Linked DNA regions of Sus scrofa: all the other regions are linked to region 3. A link is a contact called in public HiChIP or PLAC-seq data. All regions are on one chromosome and are shown on one strand. The core of a region is the stretch at or near the end of the contact, and the rest is flanking DNA. Distances in the headings are between cores, read along the strand shown. Region 1 has its middle 160 kb from the start of LPP. Region 2 has its middle 190 kb from the start of LPP. Region 3 overlaps LOC106508008 (a long non-coding RNA gene).

Evidence for each region. HiChIP or PLAC-seq counts read pairs in DNA pulled down with a chosen protein or histone mark.
Region 1: an H3K27ac HiChIP or PLAC-seq map of skeletal muscle shows a contact between it and region 3. The contact joins two enhancer-like sites. A contact is called at or near these places in 3 of 5 promoter capture datasets (fetal liver, liver and skeletal muscle), 8 of 47 Hi-C or Micro-C datasets (alveolar macrophages, brain, embryonic fibroblasts and 4 more) and 2 of 2 datasets of contacts at active chromatin or transcription factors (alveolar macrophages and skeletal muscle).
Region 2: a contact with region 3 is called in an H3K27ac HiChIP or PLAC-seq map of skeletal muscle. The contact joins two enhancer-like sites. A contact is called at or near these places in 3 of 5 promoter capture datasets (fetal liver, liver and skeletal muscle), 8 of 47 Hi-C or Micro-C datasets (fetal heart ventricle, heart right ventricle, liver and 3 more) and 2 of 2 datasets of contacts at active chromatin or transcription factors (alveolar macrophages and skeletal muscle).

What each region holds. Positions count from the first base shown.
Region 1 is chr13:125,616,306-125,619,005 of Sscrofa11.1, forward strand. No RefSeq gene overlaps it. Among named protein-coding and RNA genes, the nearest start is that of LPP, 160 kb to the right of the region's middle. Within about 2 kb of position 1,421, at least 3 of the 83 cell types and tissues checked have an H3K27ac peak or open chromatin away from gene starts, as enhancers often do. A contact at or near this core is called in skeletal muscle, where this site is marked.
Region 2 is chr13:125,586,175-125,588,874 of Sscrofa11.1, forward strand. No RefSeq gene overlaps it. Among named protein-coding and RNA genes, the nearest start is that of LPP, 190 kb to the right of the region's middle. Within about 2 kb of position 1,432, at least 22 of the 83 cell types and tissues checked have an H3K27ac peak or open chromatin away from gene starts, as enhancers often do. A contact at or near this core is called in fetal liver, liver and skeletal muscle, where this site is marked.
Region 3 is chr13:125,404,621-125,407,320 of Sscrofa11.1, forward strand. The region is part of intron 1 of LOC106508008 (a long non-coding RNA gene); the gene reads left to right. Among named protein-coding and RNA genes, the nearest start is that of BCL6, 16 kb to the left of the region's middle. Within about 2 kb of position 1,336, at least 33 of the 83 cell types and tissues checked have an H3K27ac peak or open chromatin away from gene starts, as enhancers often do. A contact at or near this core is called in fetal liver, liver and skeletal muscle, where this site is marked.

The sequences.
Region 1 (2,700 bases), core at 171-2,670, 210 kb after region 3:
GGGGTCCAAGCTGAGCTGTAGCCACGCCACAGCAATGCCAGATCCAAGCTGAGTCTGTGACCCATACCACATCTCACAAAAATACCAGATCCTTAACCCACTGAGTGAGCCAGGGATCAAACCTGCATCCTCATGGATGCTAGTCAGATTTGTTTCCTCTGAGCCATGACGGGAACTCTGAGAAGGGGAAAGTTTTAATGACAGGTTACTTGGACCAAACCAATCTGCCCATTCTACCCAGCTATTTCTCCATCACCTTTGACCTGGCCTACCCTATTTGATCACTACACTGCCTGTATTATGAATCAAGCTTAATTTGGCATCAGCGCAGACTCATCATCAGAAAATCTTGAAATTTTGTGGAAGCCATCCATGAAATGCTGGTATTGACTATGTGTGGAGAAAATTTATTTGCAGCTTGGCATTAGGTGATAGGACACCAGCAAGCAAGTGGGCCTTTCCAGGCAGCAAACATAGGAAAAGGACAATCCCAAACCAGGTTCAGTCCTACACAGGGTCTTACTGAGAGGGCTTCAAGTCCCAGAAACACAGCATGTCAGAGACCTTGGACCAACCACCTTATTTGGAGATGGGGAGACAGGCCCTCCAATCAAGGAAGTGACTGTGTCCCAGGTCACATAGCCAGTATGTTGCTGAACTGAGGCTAGAGGCCAAAATGCCCACTGACACTTTGAGGACTATCCTTGCCCTTCAGGCTTTCAGGAATGGGTTTACTGAACAATGTGGACACATTCTCGTGGGTCTCTGAAGGTTGCAAGGTCTAAGTGTTCTTAGGCTCTTGAAGCAACAAACCAGAAAACTCTGCCAGGGCTTTGGCTCTCAGAAAGTGGCAGCTCAGTGCTATGGAAATCTGGACTCTCCTCCCAGCTCAGACATGAATCCCTGTGTCTCATGGGCTTTGGCTCCAAACTGAAGCCCCTTTGTAGCCCAGGAAGTTTCGAAAGCGTGCTAGAAATGGAGGGAAATGAAAGCAGCATTCTGTTTTCAGGAGCTTCCCAATAAGCACAGTGTCAGTGTCCTGCATGCATTCAAAACCCACCTCTTTCTTTAGAGCTAGGTATATGTGGATCGGGAGACCCACACCTGTCTACCAGAAGCTGACATCAGTAAGACCTGGGCTATGTGTGTGGAGGGCAGGGCATGTAGATTTAATTAGCAGGCTGAAGCTCTTTTCTGACTTTTTATATAAACTCCAAATTGCTAATCCTCGAGGAAATGTCTCTAGACAACTTGTATTTTGTCACTTCTTATTAGTATCAGTGTTCTGAAAAGTACATGGGCGTGTTCTATTACACTCCACAGAAGAAGACATGGAGGCACAGGTCCTAGTCATGGAGCAAAACCCGGGAATGGCAGTCACTGTGAAATCCAAGACCAGGCACGGCTGCTGTTTCCCAGGAGGAGCATAAGGGCATGGCCTCAAGAAGTGAATTCGGGTGCCAATGTCTTCCAGGCCAGCCTGTGTTGTTATTTTGCTAGAACGCTTGCTATATCATCTGTCTCCTCTTTGTCAATGCCATCCTTCTGGGACAATATTCTCTACCCCGTGCCCTGTCTCCACCACCTTCCCTCCAACACACACACACACACACACACACACACACACACACACACACACACACACAAATTACTCCATACATTTTTTTCAGCACTTAATAGTTTAAGTGCTATTTCTTCAAAGCAGCCCTTCCTTACCACCACCACCCCCAAAACATGTCCCCCTCTTCCATGGTCTCTCACACTACCTTCCTTCCCTTTTGAACACTCTCCAAGTTTGCAAACATCCACTGAATTGTGACCATCTGATATGGGTCACTAATCTCTTTGGTGGTAGAGGCTGTCCCTACTTTTTACTCTCTGTTGTACCCCAAACCCTCTAGCCTAGCACCTGATATCAAGGAAGGAATAAAAGGAGTGAATACAGGAGGATTGATGAGTCAGCATAAAAACATAAATACTCAAATCTTCAATAATTCTCTGTCATTAGTGGGGCTTTAAAACTTGTCTCAACCATTCAACAATGCCCCAACATCTACCAATCCATGCTATTCTCATCACCCATCTCCACAGCCCCCATACAGGGTCTGCTCATAGGTGATGCTCAGAAAAACGGAGTGATTAAATCAAAGGATCAAGCATTTCCAACAGGACATAAAGTTTCTCAAGAGCAAGATGCCTCTATTAACCACTCTGGTGCTGTGCTTCACACATGGTAAGTATTCAGCCAGGAGTTGACTTTTATGCCATACTCCCCCAGGGATGATGGAGCAATAGATGCGAAAATGTAGTGGAAGTAGTGTGAGCTTTGAAATCATTCAGATATACCTGCTTTGTGATCTTGGGAAAATGGCTTAACCTCCTGATCCTCATGTTCCCCATCTGAGGATAATACCACTGCTAAGGTGTTATTTTGAGGCCATCCTAAGGCCATTGTTACGGGAAATGGATGCCAAGGCTTTTGGCATTTGCCTGGTGCCGCAGGGGTTCCCCACCCACATTAGTTCCTTTTTTTCCTTTCCTTTCTGGGAGTCAGAGTCTGGCCAGCTTTACTTCTCCCTCAACCTCCTAGGAAGCAAACAGTGGTAAAGGAATTGGAACAGAGGCTGAGACCCATTCTCTTGTTCCAATCTGACCAGCAGATGGCAATACCCATGCCCTGTGGCTCCTACCCAAACCCTT
Region 2 (2,700 bases), core at 182-2,681, 180 kb after region 3:
CATATTCTTCATCTACAAAATGATGCTATCTAAACAGGAAGGGCTTTCATGAAGGGAAACTAAGATAATATACAAGGGCTTAGCACAGTACCTAGAACATAGTAAGAACTGAAACAAAAGTTAGCTATCATAATAACCATAATCATAATGTTGTCAGCATTTGGTCTATCTTAAGTCTTTCCTTCCACACAGCCTTCTGTAACCTCCCAAACAACAACTAGTTCTACTTCTTTTGAAATCTCCCTGTACTCTGGCTATCCTCGTCTTATGCATAGTTTTAGCGTGATTTTCCCACTTAATCTGTCTCCTTCCTTGGAAGCAGAAACTGATCTACCTCTGAATACTTTGACTCATCTAAAAATGAATCACAGGTACACCGTAAAGATTTCTTTTATTCAGTGTTCCTCTGGATGGAGGGCCAAAGAAAGTCGATGGTGAGCCTGAGCTGCTTGGGAATAACTGGTCTCTCCAGAATTGAGACAGAGCAACTCACCCTTGGATTCTGCCTACGTGGATACACAGCACAGCCTGGGCAGCCAAAGGGACCAATAGGACAGCTCAGTGAACTTTGCCCTCATGCCCTATTATCCTACTTCCCAAAGCCTGGACTAGTGCTATTCCTGGTGACCAGAAAGAACAGGGGAAGTGAGTAGGAAAAAGAAAGTGCTGCATTTACCACTGGCAATCTGCTCAGGAAGTGGGAGAATGGGAAGGGAAGAGGTCCTATTTTCTGAGACTTGGGGAAGGCAAATGAGAGTGGGAGAGAAATGATCTTTGGCTTATATTCTTCCAAGCTCAAAGGGAAGATGCTGCCCTCGTACATGGAATTGATTAGGGAAATCCTAGATACACGGAGCTCCACAGCTTGCTGTGGGTGAACTCAGAGGTCATCCCAGCTTTCTGATTCATCCAAATTGCAAGCCTTGGTCGGCAGGCAAACTCTTCTGCCCCAAGCTTTACCTCGTTTGAAACTTTCCCTGTGTTGCTATTTTGGCCAGAGCTAAAGCCTGGCCTCAGAACTCAGCGGCTCTAGGCTGTAGGTCAGTTCACTCACAGTGGCTGTCCCCTCTGAATTCCAATCTGAAGAGACAGGCTGGCCAGTCCTGTACCTCCCAGGAGTCTAGATTTGAAGGGAGCCCCTGAGATCATGCAGGTTAGTCTAACTCTGGCCCAGCGAGGGAGGGTCACACCACTGGACAGCCGAATGCAGAGATCTGGCCCCCCCAGTCCAGTGCACTTTCCACTCACCCAAGAAGCCCCCACTGGCTGTTCAATTCAAGGACATAACCCACAGAGAAAGGAGGAGATTGTGAAATGCTTCCACTAGAAGTCCAGGGCTGGCTGAAAGCCCAGTAAGTTCTCTCCCACCTCCTAACCCAGTCACTTTTCAGCAGTTTTTCATCCCACTCGTTCGTGCTAGCCCTCTTTTCTATGAGGTCAAGGCCTGGCTTCCAATGAGCAGCTCCGAGAGCAGCCGTGCTGACTTCTGCTCGGACCTTCCGGGACAGCTCCGCTGGCAAGACCTTTCCATTGAGCAACCACCTTGTGCAAACTGACTCTTCCTTGCCCTCCAGTATTACTCGGCAACTCTGCGAAACAGTAACCTGACGGTTTATTTTTATTTCAAGCTTGCGATTGAAAAGCTGGCTGTGTATTTTTTCTTCTTTCCCTTGAGGAAGTTACTAGGGACCCGGGGGACTTTTGGTCTTCAGCTCTTGACAACTAACTCGACACGCCCCCAACTTTTGCTAGCCCCCAGTCTGTACCAGGTGACACAGGACATGCCAAGGAGGGAAAAGGAAATCCCTCCAGAGGGAAGATACCCCCTAAATGGAGACTTGCCTCTCACTCAACACCCAACTGCTCAACCCCAGGGCCACCAACCGACTCATGCTTCCACCGCATTCTGGGTCATTATCCCCCATTTGTTCTGCAGCTGTATCATGCACAAAGCATTTTAACCTCATCAAATGTGGTGTCTAGGACCTCCCAGAGGGGCTGTCAAGGCAGCTGTTTATGTTAGAGCAGAGACAACCCTATATAGTTATGTAGGTATCTGAGCAGGACTGACTACATTTACAAAGAGAGCAGCATAGTCATCCTCCTGACTCTGAGTCCTTTGCTCCTTGTGATCTTTCTTCTCCCAACTACTCTCCTTATTCTCCATCCTGCATAGTTGGCTAAAAGGAGCTTCCTGGATCACCATTTTTCTCCGACACCTCCTGCATTCACAAAGCTTCAGACACTCCTCCTGCCTACAGGATAAACTTCCAGTGACTTGGCTGGTCTTTAAAGGCCCTTCCCAGTGGGACTCAAAAGCGTTCCTTCAACATTAGTTACACTGCTTCTGACTGGCGTGTCTCACTGAATTTCCTACAATGTCCTCTGCACTTTTTAAAACTTTGGGCCTTGGAGTTCCCGTCATGGCTCAGTGCTTAACGAACTCGACTATATCCATGAGGATGAGGGTTTTATCCCTGGCCTTGCTCAGTGGGTTAAGGATCCAGCATTCCCATGAGCTGGGTGTAGGTCACAGGTGCAGCTCAGATCCCACATTGCTGTGGCTGTGGCATAGGCCAGCAGCAACAGATCTGATTCAACCCTTAGCCTGGGAACCTCCATATGCCACAGGTACAGCCCTAAATAGACAAAAGACAAAAAACAAAAAACAAAAAACCCACATACTTTGGACCTTAATCC
Region 3 (2,700 bases), core at 86-2,585:
TTGTTACAAAATAAAATAGCTTGGCCCTAATATTACTTCTAGTTAAGAAGAGGAACAGATTTTTGCCTCCAGTTCCCCTCATGAAACCTTGCCCACAGTTCAGTCATCTCTGAAAAGGAAACTATACTTGGAATAAACACTGTCATGGCCTATTTCTAAGGGGCTCCAAACCGGAAATGAGTTTCACCTGTCAGGAGCTTTTGGCACCTTGGTAGATCTTTAAACTTTCACATCACAGAATTATAGATTGTGGAACGGGAAGGATCCCTGCAGATCTATGACTCAACTCCTGGAGGCTTCCTTCTTTCAAGAGGACAGGACAGCCCTCACTGAGGCATGTGGGACCCCAGGACACAACTGAAAACAGATCTTTGTGGTGTAATGGTTTTGTGTCATTTTAGAGAATCAGGGTGATCTGACTACCTGGATTTGGAGGTGAGTATCTTGTTTTCTGGCAGAACTGAGGAAAGGAAGGCTGCTTTGGGCTCTGTGTAAATCGTAAGCCAGTTCTCGGAACAAACTTCAAGTCCCGATGAATATTGGGCTTGGAGGGTCATTTGGGACTTGGTTATGCTTGTCACCCCTGCTACAGCACTCAACACTATTTGTGAAGGATAAGGGAGATCTTATTTATCCATTCGTTTTATTTCAAATCTTTTACTTAGAGCTATTGTAAGCGAGCTCCCTATATTATCTTTAGAGAAAGAAAGAAATTTTCTTGGTATGATTTAGAGAAATTGAGCAGAAACTTTTGAGACATTAAAAAAAATAAGGAAGATGATTTCCAGCCACTACCTTCAGAAAAAGAAGTGTCAACGTTTAATTTTGATCCATATGCTGCCTGCTTTCAGCCTGTATTAATTCTGAGCCTTTTTTTTTCTTTAGAAACCTTTTCAGCCTAGCTCAGAGTTTTCCCCCAAAACACTGATTTTTTTTTCCTACACTTTTCTCACTTATTTAAAATGGAAATAAATATCAGGAGCTTAAAATAGAGAAGCGATGGGGGTGCATAATCATTTGTTTATTGCCTTCAATCACTGTTTTGAATAACAGGGTTTTCACTTCCTATGAAACCTTAGCATGAGGGAAAGCAGCAGCTGGACCAGGAGGGAGATGCAGGGAGGAAAGCACTTGAGTGTTTGTCAACTCAGGGTGTCTGGCCCACCCTCCCGCCAGGCTGCCTTACTTAGCTGTCTTTACTACCTAAGGCTAGAAGTGGAAAAACTTGATTTGCGTGTTGTGCCTGCATTTTTTTTTTTTCCTTCTCCACACCGCCCTCTGTACACCTGACCATGCCAAAGCCTATCTGAAGCCGGCTTGACTGCAGGCAGAGCTGGAGAGCAGAAGAATGTGCAGAGGGAGGGAGTGCTCGGTACTTTTCCATTCACATCTCCACAGTGGCTTTTCTTGTTTATTTCAACCTCCACCCGCAGAACCCTTTCAGCTGCCTGAAATCCGAGTCATTAAACTGTTCCCTGAGGTCAGACCACAGATGCTTGGTGCATGTTTCCTACGTGTCCACGTCTATGTAACATATGTACATACAGAGAAATAGGCACAAACGTGTAACTCCATGGGGGCACAGTGTGAGGTAAAAGAAAAACAAAACAAAACATGGATTTCTTGCCAAAGAACCTTGGTTTCTAATTACGGTTCTGCCTGGAACTCCTTATGGGACATGGGGCGAAACCACGTGTCAGGACTCAGTTTCCTCAACAGTTTGAAGGAGTAACCCAGATGTTTTGTAGGCTGTCTCTCTATTCTAACTTTTATACTTTTATAGCTAAATACACATTTAGATAACTTTAAGGTGAGGGGGGCTGGAAAAGAGGCAAGTGTATATGTGTCCCTGAGGTGAGAGAAGGAGTTAAAATGTAAACTTCTAAGTAAAGAAGGCACTCCCAGAATCCTCACCTCTATCAATTTTTAACCAATTGTGGACCAAAGTCTGGGATTCTGCTGAGTAAGTCCAAAAGCCAACTGAAGATTTTCAATGTTAAGAGCTGGAGGAAGCCAATTCTAAGACGTTATACCTTTGATCTCCAGCATTTATAATCAGATGTGACAGTTCCCAAGCATCTTTTCTGCACTATGTTTTTTGTTTTTTTTTTCCTTCTTTTTCTGTTTGTTTTTGGAAATTGTCCCAGTCAGTGATAGGACTTGTAAGCTGGACACTCTTTAAGCCGCTAGGCTCCACATGGATGTAAAAAATATGTCATAATAGTCATAAACACACACACACACACACACACACACACACACACACGAAGAAAAAGGAGGGAAAAAAAAAAAAACCTAGAGAGAGATTCCTGGTGAGAAACTTAGAAGTACTTCAGCCGTCATCGCATTAAAGGTAATTATTTGAAGTCAGAGGAAATAACAGATGAGAAGTTTGCCCTTATTAAAATAAATAAATAAATAAATAAGCCTTGCTCTACCAGAACAAACTTGAAGGCAATGAAAGAGATATTTTCCATCAATACTTTGTATCCTTTTTAGATCTCCACTCTTTAAAAAGAAAGGTCTAAGGCCTGCTTATCTGGACAAAGAAAGTCCTTTAACAGACTTTGGCATCTGCAGGAAATAATAAAGTAACTCCTATTTATTAAACGCCAACCTCCCCACCAACTGTGCCCTTCCACTCAGACCTTCTGGAATATGGATGCCCACATACAAGAAGAGATGGAGCCAATTACATTC